Regions from separate parts of the Anas platyrhynchos genome. Here region 1 is linked to region 2. Evidence: chromatin contacts called from public Hi-C data. All regions are on one chromosome and are shown on one strand. Each heading gives the region's core, a stretch centred on a gene start, on an enhancer-like site or on the middle of the called end of the contact. The rest is flanking DNA. Distances are from core to core; before and after follow the strand shown. Region 1 holds the start of SIDT2 (SID1 transmembrane family member 2). Region 2 overlaps SIK3 (SIK family kinase 3).

Region 1 (6,127 bases), core at 1,832-4,331, 54 kb after region 2:
GTAGGTGGGACTTCTTTTTGTTGTTGTTATGAGAGCTGGTTATAGTCTACTAGTGGTGGTATGAAAACAGCCTTTCATCTACAAGTGAAAGCTTCTCTTTTTCAAAAAGAAACCGTTTTGGACCCTAAACGCAGAGCCCTAGGCGAATAGCTAAATATACTCGCAAATAAAGTAATTTTAACTCAAGTCTGTTCTTCCTCAGCTTACCTGCTGGAGCTGGAGCATGGCAGCGCTGTGCAGACATCAGAGATCCGTGCTGTGGTGGCTGCCAGCGCAGATCCCTGCTCCTCTCGGGGCGTGAGAGGGATCTGCAGCCAGACACGCTCCTCCCGGCAGGTAAATGGGAGAGGAACCGATGGCTTTTTAGCGGGCGCTCCATGCTGTGTGCTTACTGAGGGGTGTTTAGGTGTCCAGGTTGCTTGCTGTGCCCTGCTGCAATGAAAGTACATAGGTACTGTATATAGTCTGTTGGCCCTTTTTTATAATAAAGGGTGCTGGTGTTTAATGCAGTCTATAATCTAGCATTAAGGAATACTTTTATGTCCCCACTACATTCCCCTCTTCCTGTAGATTTGATCATAGCAGGATTTCTGCCTGGATTGCATGCATAGTGTGTGTTTTGTTTCCAGTATATGTGATCTACACACAGATGAAGGAAGGATGAAGCTTTCCAATTCCCCGAAATAAAAGTAAAAAGTGTTGGAGTGCCGTAGTAGAAGGAGGATGATTGTCTCACCCCCATGGGCCAGGCCAGGAACGCGCTGCTCCCCAGGCCCCGCTCAGCCTATGCACTCTGTAGCCCTGCTGCCTTGCAGAGCAGGCTTTAAGATAAAGGTGTTCACGCTTCTGATTAGATGCTTGCTGGAGAAGCTGGTGTAGGAAGCAGTGTGAAATCCAGCCTTGAAAATCCATCGCAGTGGAGGATTCTTGGGGAAAAGATTTATTGACCCCCCCCTCCACACACACACCCCTAGGGAGACGGGACAAAGCGCCCTGCTCCCTGCGAGCTTTCCAGCTTTCTAGGCTTTTATAGAAAGGCAGTGTGATAGTTTAATCTATGCATCCCTGCTTCCCTCCCTGCTGTCCCTGCAGCTGGTTAAAGAGACGCTGCCCAGGAATGTGTCCTTCCAATAAAAAGTTAACTCCTCAACTGCGGCCGTGTCCGGCGGTGAGTCAGCTGCTCTTGGCAGGGCGCTGGGTGGAACGAGAGAGGTTGGGCAGGTTCGTGGCTCCTCTGCAACGTGACTGAGGACAGCTCTGCTTAGGCTTGGCTTGCTCAGGTGCCACGCTCTGTGCTTGTTTTGGTGTTCGCAGCCCTCCTCCTCGGCTGCCTTAACCCTCGCTGATGGGTGCTGATGCTGCACAAGGAGAGGAAGGACAGCTTTTTTTTTTTTTTTTCCTAGGAGACTTTAGCTGTGCTTGGGGCTGTCTAGTAAGAAACTGTCCCGCGCAAAATTGAGATGTTTTGTGTGAGGGCAAGGAGGGATTCTGCCTCCTCACTGAGCAAATATTAAAAAAAAAATGAGTGCCTCGCCAAAGGACGCATAGAAAAGCTTCAGTTGCAGCTTTGGGTGACCGATGTCCCTTGGGATCGGGGCTGGGCTGGGCTGCCCCAGCCTGGCCAGCATGAATTATTTCATTGTTAATGGTTGGCTGTGGAAGAACCGGCCCTTTGGGGCTCTTTCCTTTTGTAAACAATCCAGTTGCATTTTTCAGTTCTGTGCTGAAGCCTGGTGTCTTGTCTGTACAGTGGCCTGCGAGCACTGCCAGTTCCCTATTTATTGCAGCCAAGAGAAAAGATGTGAAAGGACGGAAAAGGGTGCCTGGGGACTTGTTGGGGAGGAGGGGGTGACACTCCAGGCACATGGTGGGGACCTCCCCACCTGCTCGGGGGCACTGCTCTGTGTCTGCTCACTGACTTGAACCTTCCCGGGTGGGAATTGTGATTCTGCTTTGGCAAAAAAAAAAAAAAAAAAAAAGCATCAACTGGTAGAACTCACTCTGTCTAGTGCATATTTCAATATAAATGTAAATGTTTCACCCCAACGTGTTGCTGTGTGTGTGTGTGCGCCTGTGTCTCCCGCTCCCTGTCGGCTGCCTCCTGTGTCCCGTTGCTGCTGCTGGGCCGTGGACCAGCTGTGGGGTGCTGCAGGGTCGGGGGGAGCCTCCCCAGGGGGGCCTCTCCCAGGTAAACCCGCAGCCTTCCCTCCCGTGGGTATTTGGAGTCGTGCTCGTCTGGATCCTCGCTTCTCATTTAGTATCCATTCTTATTGCCAGTCTGGTTTCTGTTTGTTTGTTCGTTTTCCTCTCTTTTCACCACCGTTTCCAAGCGATGCAGAGTTTGGGTACCCGAAGCTCTGAATGCTGTTCTGCAGGTGCAGGTAACCGGCTGTCTGGCCCTGGACAGCATCTCTCAGCTGGCTGCTCCTGGCTCTGATTCACTCCCAAGCCCTGAGATGAATGGGGAACGCTCAGCACTCATCGACCTCCGAGGCGTGCCAGCAGCGGCAGGATTTGGCCAGGAGTCGGGCGTGAGCTGCGGCTCTGCCCCGGCCTCACACCCATGGGGAGCGGGGAGCCCCTCACCTGGGGGGCAGCGAGCACTGTAATGGTGGGGGCAGATGTGGGGCAGGAGGCTGGGGGCTGCAGCCCAGGGGAGGGGGAGCTGGGGGGAGATATGGGAACAGGGTGGTTAGGAACAGGAGATGTTTAGGATTGGGATATTTAAAGGGGGAGGTGTTGAGGAACAGGGGCTGTTTAGGAACAGGATGGTGAAGATGAGGGGACATTGAGGAACAGGACTTTTAGGATCAGGGGATATTTAGGAGCAGGGCACAATTAGGAGCAGGGCGCATTTAGGAGCAGGGCGTTTAGGACCGGGATATTTCAGCCCGGGGTATCCAAGAGCAGCCCCGGCGGTGATGGGGTTCCCCGGGGGCTGCCCCGCGCCGTGTCCCTGTGCCCGTCCCGGGGCTCCGCTCCCCCCCCCACCGCCCCCCCCCAACCACGGTGGCTCCGGGGCCGCCCCCGGTCGGCGTCACTTCCCCGCCCGGCCCTGACGTCACCGCCGGGACGTGTTTACCGCCGGGCGGCGGCACCGGCACCGGGACCGGGCACCGAGCACCGAGCACCGGGCACCGGCCCCAGCAGCTCCTCGCCCCCCCGCGCCATGGCTCCGCGCTCCCCGCTGCGCCCCGGCTGACCCCGCCGTGCCCCCCCCCCGCTGCCCCCGTCCCGTCGCGGTGCCCTCCCGGTGCCCCCGGGGATGCTGGCGGGATGCCCCCCGCCCTGCTGGCCTGGGCGCTGCTGCTCTGGGCGCTCACCCCGCTGCCAGCCCTGCCCCAGCCCCAGCCCCAGCCCCAGCAGGGCCGGCGGGTGCAGGAGAAGGAGGCCACCTTCGACAGGACCTACTCGGACTGGGTGGACGCCGACCTGCTCAACATCTACGCCTTCAACCACACCGTGCTGCGCAACAGGGTGAGCGGGGCGCCGGGCACGGGGGGGGCACGGGGGCCTTTTGGGGGAGCGGGGCCCCTTTTGGTGGTGTGTTCCTGGTTTTGGGGTGTTCCCCTTGTTGGGCCGTGTTCCCCTTGTTGCGGTGCGTTCCCATTTTTGGGGTGTTCCCCTTGTTGCGGTGTGTTCCCCTTCTTGGTCTGTGCTCCCCTTGTTGGGCTGTGTCCCCCCTTTTGGGCTGCATCCCCCCTTTTGAGCTGTGTTCCTATTTTTGGGCTGCATCCCCCCTTTTGGGCTGTGTTCCTATTTTTGGGCTGTGTTCCTGTTTTTGGGCTGTGTTCCCCCTTTTGGTCCACGTTCCCCATTTGGGCACCCTGAGTTCACCCCGAGGCAGTGCCCCCACCACCCCCTGGCCGTGCAGCCCCCCGTCACCCAGCCCCGGGTGGTGGCAGAGCCCAGTCCCCGCGTCCCACACCCCCCCCATCAGCACGGGGCCAACGTGTCTGCGAGCAAAGTCCACCCAGCGGGGCGCCGCTGCCCGGCCACAGCGTCGCCTCCGCGCTGTCCCCGCAGACAGAGGGAGTCCGGGTGTCGGTGAACGTCCTGTCCGACCACAAGGACCTGCCCGTGCTCTTCGTGGTGAGGCAGAAGGAGGCGGTGGTCTCGTTCCAGGTGCCGCTCATCCTACGGGGCCTGTGAGTGCTGGGGGGGCTCGGGAGCCCCGGGCGGGGGTCCCCCGCGGGCACGGGGTGGGCAGGGGTGTGTGGCACGGCACGGCACGGCGGGGTCTGCCTGCCCCAGGTACCAGAGGAAGTACGCGTACCAGGAGGTGAGCCGCACGCTGTGCCAGCCGCAGAGCAAGGCGGAGGTGGAGACCCAGCACTTCTACGTGGACGTCTCCACGCTGTCCCTCAACGCCTCCTACCAGCTGCGCGTCACCCGCGTGGAGAACTTCGTGCTGCGGTGAGGGGCACGGCCCCGGCCCCCTGCCCGCTCCCTCCCCGGGTGGATGCTGCCCCGGCCGGCCCTCATCCCTCCTTCCCCGCTCTCCCCAGGACCAATGAAGCCTTCACCTTCAATGCCACGGCGTCGCAGCCGCAGGTGAGGGGCCGGGCTGGCCGGGCAGGGGGTCCGCACCGTGGGGAGCGGCACGGGTGGTGACGTGCCCCTCTCCCCCCAGTACTTCAAGTACGAGTTCCCCAAGGGAGTGGACTCGGTGATCGTGAAGGTGACCTCGGCCATGGCTTTCCCCTGCTCCGTCATCTCCATCCAGGACATCCTGGTAGGTTTGGGTTCTGGGGACTCCCCCCGAGGGGACCCGCGGGGCTGACGGCTCCTCGCACCCCGCAGTGCCCCGTCTATGACCTGGACAACAACGTGGCCTTCATCGGCATGTACCAGACCATGACCAAGAAGGCAGCCATCACCGTGCAGGTGGGCGCGGGGCCGGGGACACTGGGCATGGGGACAGGCCCCGGCCGTGGGGCTCAGCCCCACAGGGACCCACACGTCCCCCCCCGGTGCTGCTGACCCTCGTCTCTCTCGCCGTGGCAGAAGAAGGATTTCCCCAGCAACAGCTTCTACGTGGTGGTGGTGGTGAAGACGGAGGACGAGGCGTGCGGGGGGGCTCTGCCCTACTACCCCCTGTCCAAACACACCTCCCCAGGTGGGTGCCTGGCGGGGGGAGCCTTGCTGCTGCGGGGTCTGGTGCTGGGCACGGGGCTGACCCCCGCCCCGCAGAGCTGAGGGCTGCCCGTGCCTCCTGCAGATGAGCCCGTGGATCAGCACAACCGGCAGAAGATGCTGGAGGTGATGGTGTCCCCTGCCATAACCTGTAAGCCTGGGTGGGAGCCTGCTCCGGACGCCGATAAGGGCTGGGGGCTGCGGGGTGCTGGGGGGGACCCCGGGACAGGTCCCCGGGGCCACCGCTCGCCCTGAGCCTCGTCCCGGCTCTGTGCGCAGCGGAGGCGTACGTGAGCAGCATGCTCTTCTGCCTGGGCATCTTCCTCTCCTTCTACGTCCTCACGCTGCTCATCGCCTGCTGGGAGAGCTGCCGGTGAGCCCCCAACCCTTGTGGCCCCCCCCGTCCCCTCCCCGAGCCCCTGTCCGTGCCCCACGGTGCGGTGCCACCTGTGGGCGCCCTGCGGTGCCGCTCACAGCCGCTCCCTTTGGCAGGCAGCAGAAGAGGAAGGGGCTCCTGGCAGCCATGGACTCACCCAGCCTGGACACAGGTATTCGGGGTGGCAGCGAGGGGACGGATGTCCCTGGGGCTGGTGGTTTTTTCTGCCTTTCAAGTGAGGCCAAAGAGCAGGGATGGGAACGTCCTGGGGTTTGGTTTCTTCTCCTCTCTGGGGCTGACGCAGCTGAGCTGGGGCTTGGGCACCTGACTGGGTCTCTCTCTCTTTTTCCATGACTTTCTGGCGACTCCCAGCATCTTTACTGGGTAGGTGCCAGCGTTTGCTCTGTCCGTGGCTGTGAGCTGCTGCCCGCGCCGTGCCCCCAGCTGCAGGCAGAGGCGCAGGGCACTGCCCCGCTCCCATCGGCTGCACGGCCCCGTGCTGGGGGTGCTGCCGGTGGCTGCCCCCCACTGATGGGGCTGTGCATCCCCTCCTGTCCTGCAGGGCACTCCCGCAGCATCCCCGACTCCTTCCTGGGGCACGTCCCCTACGACACC
Region 2 (6,585 bases), core at 2,891-5,390:
GGTTCTGCCTGGGCAGCACATTGTGCATGAAGTTCACGTTCGGGGTCACCTGCAGGAACGGAGCCTGCGGAGTGACACGAGGGAAGCCAGGCAGGAGCTTCTGCAGATCTTCCATGACTTCCGTCCTGTGCAATCACATTCACAGACAGGTGACTTAGCAATGATGCAAAGGGAACACACATGGGCTCAGTGTGCTGAGCTTCCCCTCACAAAAAAGCTTTTTACTTCACTGGAAAGTGGTCACAGAAAGTGGCCGGGCCACTTCTCAGTTTTCATTTATCCTTTTTTTTTCTCCCCCCTCCAGGTTGAGCTTTTTCCAGCACTTGCTCTTTGTATTAACCTTGAAAGCACTTATCACAAAGACTTCAGCTAGGACGTGACAGCAGTGCAGCTTAGGTGAAAAAATGGCTTGCACAACAGTCAACACAGCTAAAAGCTTACACAGAGCTAATCAGCAAGAAGGGAAGAATCTCACCCTCAGCTCAAATGCTAACCAAGTTGTTCAATGGGACCAGGATATTTTTAATGTTTCATGCACTCAAAAAGACGCTATTGCTGAAGAGACACCTTGAATTTCTTTCCCCATCTATCAAAAACTGAGTTTGCAGGAATAACTCCAAACCTCTCACAGCAGGAGTAGAGAACCAAAGGTTTGATACCAGCTGCCATACAGATCCATGCGTTCATCACCACCTGGTCTGGCTAGAGTGAAGCTGAGGTCTGGGACCCAAGGGCATATTGTGAAGTGTGTCTCTCAGCCTGGTAACTGGAGACCATTGCCAACCTAGAAGGTATCAACTCTTCTAATGCAACAGAGCCTAAAAGATCCCTTGAGGCAGTAACCTCTGATCTGCCAGGGTAACACACAAACAAATCTGTGACTTCTCAGAAGGACCCAAGTCACATTCTAGGAGTAAACCCTTACTACAGGCGCACTCACTGTTACTAAGAGATCACAGAAACCTAGAAATATATAACCCCAAAGTCTGGCTAAGAAAGGGTTTACAAGTAGGAAGAATGCCCTAAATCCTCCATCCAGGAGGGAGAGGCCAGTACTAACCGTGGGTCAGCTACTCCAACCGTGTGCCTTCTCATCGAGAGGTACCGGACCAGAGCTTCAGGTGATGGCTCTTCGCCTTCATCGCTGTCCAAGTTCATTGTCCCGTCAGTCTGGGCAGAAAAAATATTGGAGATGTTGAAACATAACGCGAAGGTCAATCAATCAAAAGGCTTCAGTACAAGCCTGGGAAAAGAACTTGCAGGGGTCACCAAGGGGAGCACCTCACCTCCACGATTTGGTTTTCAGGGTTGATGAGCTGGACTTGTGGCACGTTGATGCTCATGGTATTGCCTGCCTGCTCTGTCTGCTGGGCAGAGGGATCAAGATCAGAAGTCAGGAAGCTAGCATCTCTTACAGCCCCTTTACAAACACCACTAGATTAACACCAAAGAACAGACCTTGGGAACAGGGAGATTAAGGCACCCTGAGAATACAAAAAGATCTCAGACAAGGAAGATTTTGGGACTTGTCAGAATGAGGATGCTTACAAGGAAGTTGAAGTTCAGCAGGTATGATTTAGAAGATTGGCCTAGGCCTGGAAGAACGTCATACAAGCAGGACCTACCTGGATGTTAGCAGAGGTGGGGAAGGTCATGGTCCGTGGTACACTTGGAGACGGCGCGATGCGCAGGTTCTTGTGTCTCTTCAGACGGTCGCACAGCAAGCTGTAGATTGCACTGTAGTGATCGTAAGCATCAGCTCGTAAGGACTAAAAGAAAAGGAGAAAGGGGTCAGACGCTTTCTGCCAAGCACTAAAATAAGCTGCATACTGCGCTGAAGTTGCTCAGTTACCAGACGTGGTAAACAACACAGACATTTGCTCTCCGACCAGAAGAGGCAGCACAGAACTACCAGCTGTGGTGTTACCTGAACTGTGCGTTCCTTGTCCAGCCCCATTTCTGCCATCGCCAGCAGCACATCCTCGTTCAGCGGCTCCATCTGCCTCTCAGTCTTCAGGTGCTGACACTCTGCTATCAGCTGCAAGAGCACAGACGCAGCCCTCAGTGCTTACGTTCCCAAAGGCACAGGGATGAGTCATGATGCTCTACAGCACCGATTCACCAGGCTCCGGCTGCGAGCTGGCGTGAGCTCTGAAGGCTGACGGCACAGTAATTCAAAGGGGGGAGAAAATGTAACAGCACACAGAGCTGAAGGCTGATGTGGAAAGCAAGGCAAGGGGGACACAAAGTAGAAAGGTGGCACGCCGGCGCTTGGAACTAGAGTTCCCAAGCAGCTGAAGCCAACTCTGTGGCACAGAGCCTGTTTGCAGTGCTACGTGCACTGAGCAAACCCCATTCCAGCTCACTTCAGCTTCTCACCCTGTCAAACTCTGCATCAGCCTCTCCAAGCTTCATCCACTTGTGTTTGCAGATCTGCTCCATTGAGAGCCGCTTACTTGGGTCCAAGACCAGCATGTGGCGGATCAGATGTTCACATTCTGCAAGAGAACAGAGCTGTGAGTAACTCACAGTGAGGGGCACAACTTCCGCAGGCGACAGCCTTGTGCTGCTAGGGCAGAAGGAAAAAAAAGGCCAAGTTTGTCTTTCAAAAGCATGCGCTTTTCTGCAGGAAGCCATACACAACACAAAGACTGCTTCTCCTCCTGCACTTCACGCCCGTGCCTGCTGCAGACATTTGATGCTACCTGCAGGAAACCGCTGGGCCAAGGACCACGGCCCCTTCCAGACAGAACCAAAGGCTGAAGCTCAAAGTTAATGGGGCTCCAATTGACACTGAATACCCACAGCCCTCTGGCTAAGCACTGCTCTAAATCAGGTGGCACAGGAGTGAAAGCCTCTCTCAAGATGCTTCAACAGCTGCTGCCAGCCAACACAGGAGCATCTCCCGTTCTCAAGCTCCCAAGGGCACCAGTGGCACTGGCTGCCAGCACTACCGCAGCTCCTACAGGTGAGCACATCCCCCGTCAAGGAACATTTTCAGTGGCTGTACGGTCTTCCAAAACCAATCTGAAACCCCCTTTGGAGAAAAGCTTTCCTGCCAATACAGCTGTAAATCAGTATGCCCCTTTCACACTTCCAAACTCTCAGGCAGGATTTCCCCAGGCTAGGGAGGAGGCTGGCCAGGCCACGGTGCCCTTGTGCTGTTTGCCAGCTCCCCTAGGTGGCACGCTGTCACCCTGTCCCTGCCCGCCTTGCTGGCATGGCCAGGGGACCCAACGGGCTCTTTGGGGTTGGAGAACAAAGCAGAGCAGCCACGGCTCAGGCTGCCAGCACAGTGCTCCTCAGGCTTACTGCAGGAACACCTCTCCCAGGCAGCTCCTGCAGAACCGTGTGGGGCACCACCACTCGAGCCAAGCTCGGAGCACCAAGTGTGATGAGAGGTTCAGCTTGGAGCCAGAAAAGCAGGCCTTTAACCCCCACTGAATTTTCCACTCAAAGGTACCATAAAATATGAGCTGCTCTTAAGCAAAGCTGGTTTTACCCAAGAATTAATCACACTTTTCACAAACAAGATTTATTACTTAAGTAATCCAGAACGCTTTTGCACAAACAGGACATGGACATTCACTTGCGGTGGGGCTATTGCTGGAAATTAATGTGCCATAATGCTGTAAAAAGCCTCTTGTCTACAGCAGATCGAGTGAAAGCCTCCATATTCCTACATCACTAGTCCATTTTTAGCTTTCACACTTCCCAGAATTTAGTGAGTGTATCTTTGCTAACATTTTGCTATAGTTTGCAATTATGTATACAAGAAAGCCGATTATTTTTAGGTAAGAATATTTGGGTTTCTAAATTCTAGATTCAGAACTCATTTTAGCTCCTGTTACAAACTGCTCTCCAGCAGATAAGGCTCCTGGCATACCACTCCCCCCCACACACAAATCAAATGGTTTATTGAAATGTAAGCGTTTCAAGGGGTCTGTGAGCAGAGATGTGCCCAGAGCCCTGCCCGGCGCTGCTGGCAGGCTGTGCAGTGTGTGTGCCTCACCTGTGGACATGAAAAATGGAATGCGAAACTTCCCGCTCAGCACCCTGGCGCGCAGATTCTGCAGCGTGCTCCCGTCGAAGGGCAGAGCGCCGCAGACCAGCACGTACAGCACCACGCCGAGACTCTGCAGCCAAAACCAAGGTCACGTCAGCAACGGAGGGAGAGACCAAGAGAGGTTGTGGTTAACAGCGGTTAACATTGTTTAAATAAAACAGAAAACAAGAAGAAGCAAATCCTTGGAAAGGACCTCGTGGCATCTCAGTCCCAGGCCAGCCTCATTTCTCCTTCAAGCTTAATTCAGACTTTCTTCCAAGCCTCAGAAACCAATGGCTAAATCAGCTGGCAGCCCAAACCTGCCCAAGGTGGCCCTGCACCACCACAGCACCTGCGTGCCCAGATCCACGCAGCATCAGCAGGCTGAGCACCACTGCGGTGGCAAGAATCAAAGCCAAAGAGAGCAAAACCAAAATCGAAGTAAAAGAGAAAGAGGCTCACTGCATACCCAAATGTCAACCTTGGGCCCATCGTACTCCTTTCCTTCAAAGAGCTCTGGAGCGGCATAGGGAGGGCTCCCACACCAGGTTTTAAGCAGCTGGCCAGGTGTGAAGATGTTACTGAATCCAAAATCTGAAAGAATAACAAGAACTGGTTAGTAGAGTGTGATCCACCTCAGCTGTCACCAAGAAATGGTACTGAAATAATTCGCTGTGCCTGGTGAAGTCGCACACAATTCCACAAGGGGTAGCTGATATTCAGACCCCAGAAGGGTAAGAGTGCACAAGAGGCACCTGGAACAGCGTGCAAGTTTCTTTCCTCCACACGGAGAGGATGGACAACCACATATCAAAGCTGCTCCTCCACTTCTTACAACAACTCAACCCATTTAAACAACCTGCTGCAAAATACCCCAGCTTGGGACTGCTCCACACACTCTAACTACACTACTTTGCTTACGAGAACACAGATCTGAAGCTTGCCCTCCACGTTTCATACACGTGATTTCCATGCTGGAGTCAATGAATAGCAATCAGACCAGCCAGGGTCGCTCTAAGTCGGGTGAAGGGTTTGGAATGAGGTTTCCAACTTATATTCGAGGGACCACACACAATCTTTGTGTTAATTTCCAACCTTCAGCTCTCTGATGACGAGTTTCACAACTTCAGTAGAAGCAGGGCAGCTGCCAGCAAAGACAGAACGCACAGAAAGAGGAGAAAGCACGTGCCATTTTTTAAATTCATTTTCCAGAAATACGTGAACCGAAATCTTCAGTTGTGGCAGGCATCTCTACAAAGCCAGTCAAATCCTTCACCCACAGCAAAGAATAAATCCTGAAGGAGAAGTTAAAAGAAAGGTCTGAACTTCGTGGGCAGTCAACCATCAGCTTACGTGGGCACTAATGGCATTCCCTGCTAATTAACCTGCCGCCCCTGGATACAGCTGAGACCTGCGCTGGAAAGAGGCAAGGAACAGATGTCTGGATTTAAGAGAAGTGAGCTTTTGCTTATAAATAAAAGGATTTTGACTCATCTGAACAACAGCAAACCCAGAGAGTGAGAGAGAGAGGGTTCCAGGTCCCATGACAGGGTGTCCTTGGGAGCAGTTCCTATCAGGAGCAAACGGCTTTGCCTATTTTTCTGCTAGACTTGTGCCAGCAGGAAGGTGAGTGACACTGATGCACGTGGACAGGGACCCCCAGCCACAAGGACATTGTTCGCAGCAGCCAGAAATACTCAGTTTGCAAATGCAAACCCATTAAACCAAAAAACTTCATGGCTAAAATACTATGGCTGCAGGAAGTAAAACTTTGAGGACGAGCTTCATTCTAGTTTTAACTCCATCGCTGTCCCCAGCTGCAGCACATCTGGGGGAACGGGAGCTGATCCTGCCCACCTGCCACCGGAGCACGAGATCCCAAAGCTCTCCAGGAGAATTCGACTGAAAATGCAGATTTTAACACATGCATGCAAATGGCAAAAATTATTTGACATGCAAAACACAAGTTTTTTCCCCTTATTTCGTGAAAGAAATATACATTCATCTCGAACATCCATCTTAGCTTTATCTGCCTATTTCTCCTTGCAGTCTGTCCGTGCTTCAGGAGCCGAGGAGCTCAGCACGCGTCCTGCAGCCACCAGCGAAGGTTTGGTTCCCTAGACCACGTAAAACTGCAAGTTTGACCTGGAAGGTTTGCAGTTACCCTGCTGAAAGGGAACCGGGCGTCAGCTTTAGGACAGAACCCCCCAACCCTTGGCAGCAGTGCCCGGAGCTTCCCCCCAGCTCCCGAGCCAGCAAACCCAGCTGGCTTCCCACCAAGCCCCCGAGCAGCCACTCCTGTGCACAACCTCTGCTGCCTCGCAGGATTTCCGTGACCTGATTTCGGGGGACTGTGCTCTTCTCCTTCAAAGAGCTGCAGCACTCAGCCAAGCACCTGGGCGCAGCTCGGCACAGCAGGGTGCAGCTCGCCCAGCCGTGTGCGCTGCCTTTTGGGAACCACCTGCATCGCTGAAACAGCAAACACGGCACGTTGTCTTCCCAAGCCCGTGGCTGTACAGAAATGGGAAGGGGTCTGGCAG

What was found. A called contact is a pair of places that touch in the nucleus more often than the background predicts.
Region 1: a Hi-C map of F5 follicle shows a contact between it and region 2, with 1.7 times the contacts expected there. The contact joins the promoter of SIDT2 here to the enhancer-like site in region 2. A contact is called at or near these places in 5 of 8 Hi-C or Micro-C datasets (F5 follicle, liver, skeletal muscle and 2 more).

What each region holds. Positions count from the first base shown.
Region 1 is chr25:9,045,076-9,051,202 of IASCAAS_PekinDuck_T2T, forward strand. SIDT2 (SID1 transmembrane family member 2) reads left to right here and starts at 3,082. Exons shown (of 28, transcript XM_072027803.1): 1 at 3,082-3,477; 2 at 4,002-4,148; 3 at 4,255-4,416; 4 at 4,509-4,554; 5 at 4,634-4,735; 6 at 4,804-4,887; 7 at 5,008-5,119; 8 at 5,222-5,287; 9 at 5,416-5,509; 10 at 5,629-5,684; 11 at 5,885-5,896; 12 at 6,075-6,127. The coding sequence starts at 3,266. It overlaps PAFAH1B2 (platelet activating factor acetylhydrolase 1b catalytic subunit 2), which reads left to right. Exons shown (of 6, transcript XM_027444425.3): 6 at 1-1,150.
Region 2 is chr25:8,990,036-8,996,620 of IASCAAS_PekinDuck_T2T, forward strand. SIK3 (SIK family kinase 3) reads right to left here. Exons shown (of 24, transcript XM_038167509.2): 5 at 4,515-4,639; 6 at 4,013-4,136; 7 at 2,380-2,498; 8 at 1,928-2,038; 9 at 1,626-1,769; 10 at 1,287-1,367; 11 at 1,061-1,170; 12 at 1-125. Among named protein-coding and RNA genes, the nearest start is that of APOA1, 24 kb to the left of the region's middle. Within about 2 kb of position 4,141, at least 2 of the 8 cell types and tissues checked have an H3K27ac peak or open chromatin away from gene starts, as enhancers often do. A contact at or near this core is called in F5 follicle and small yellow follicle, where this site is marked.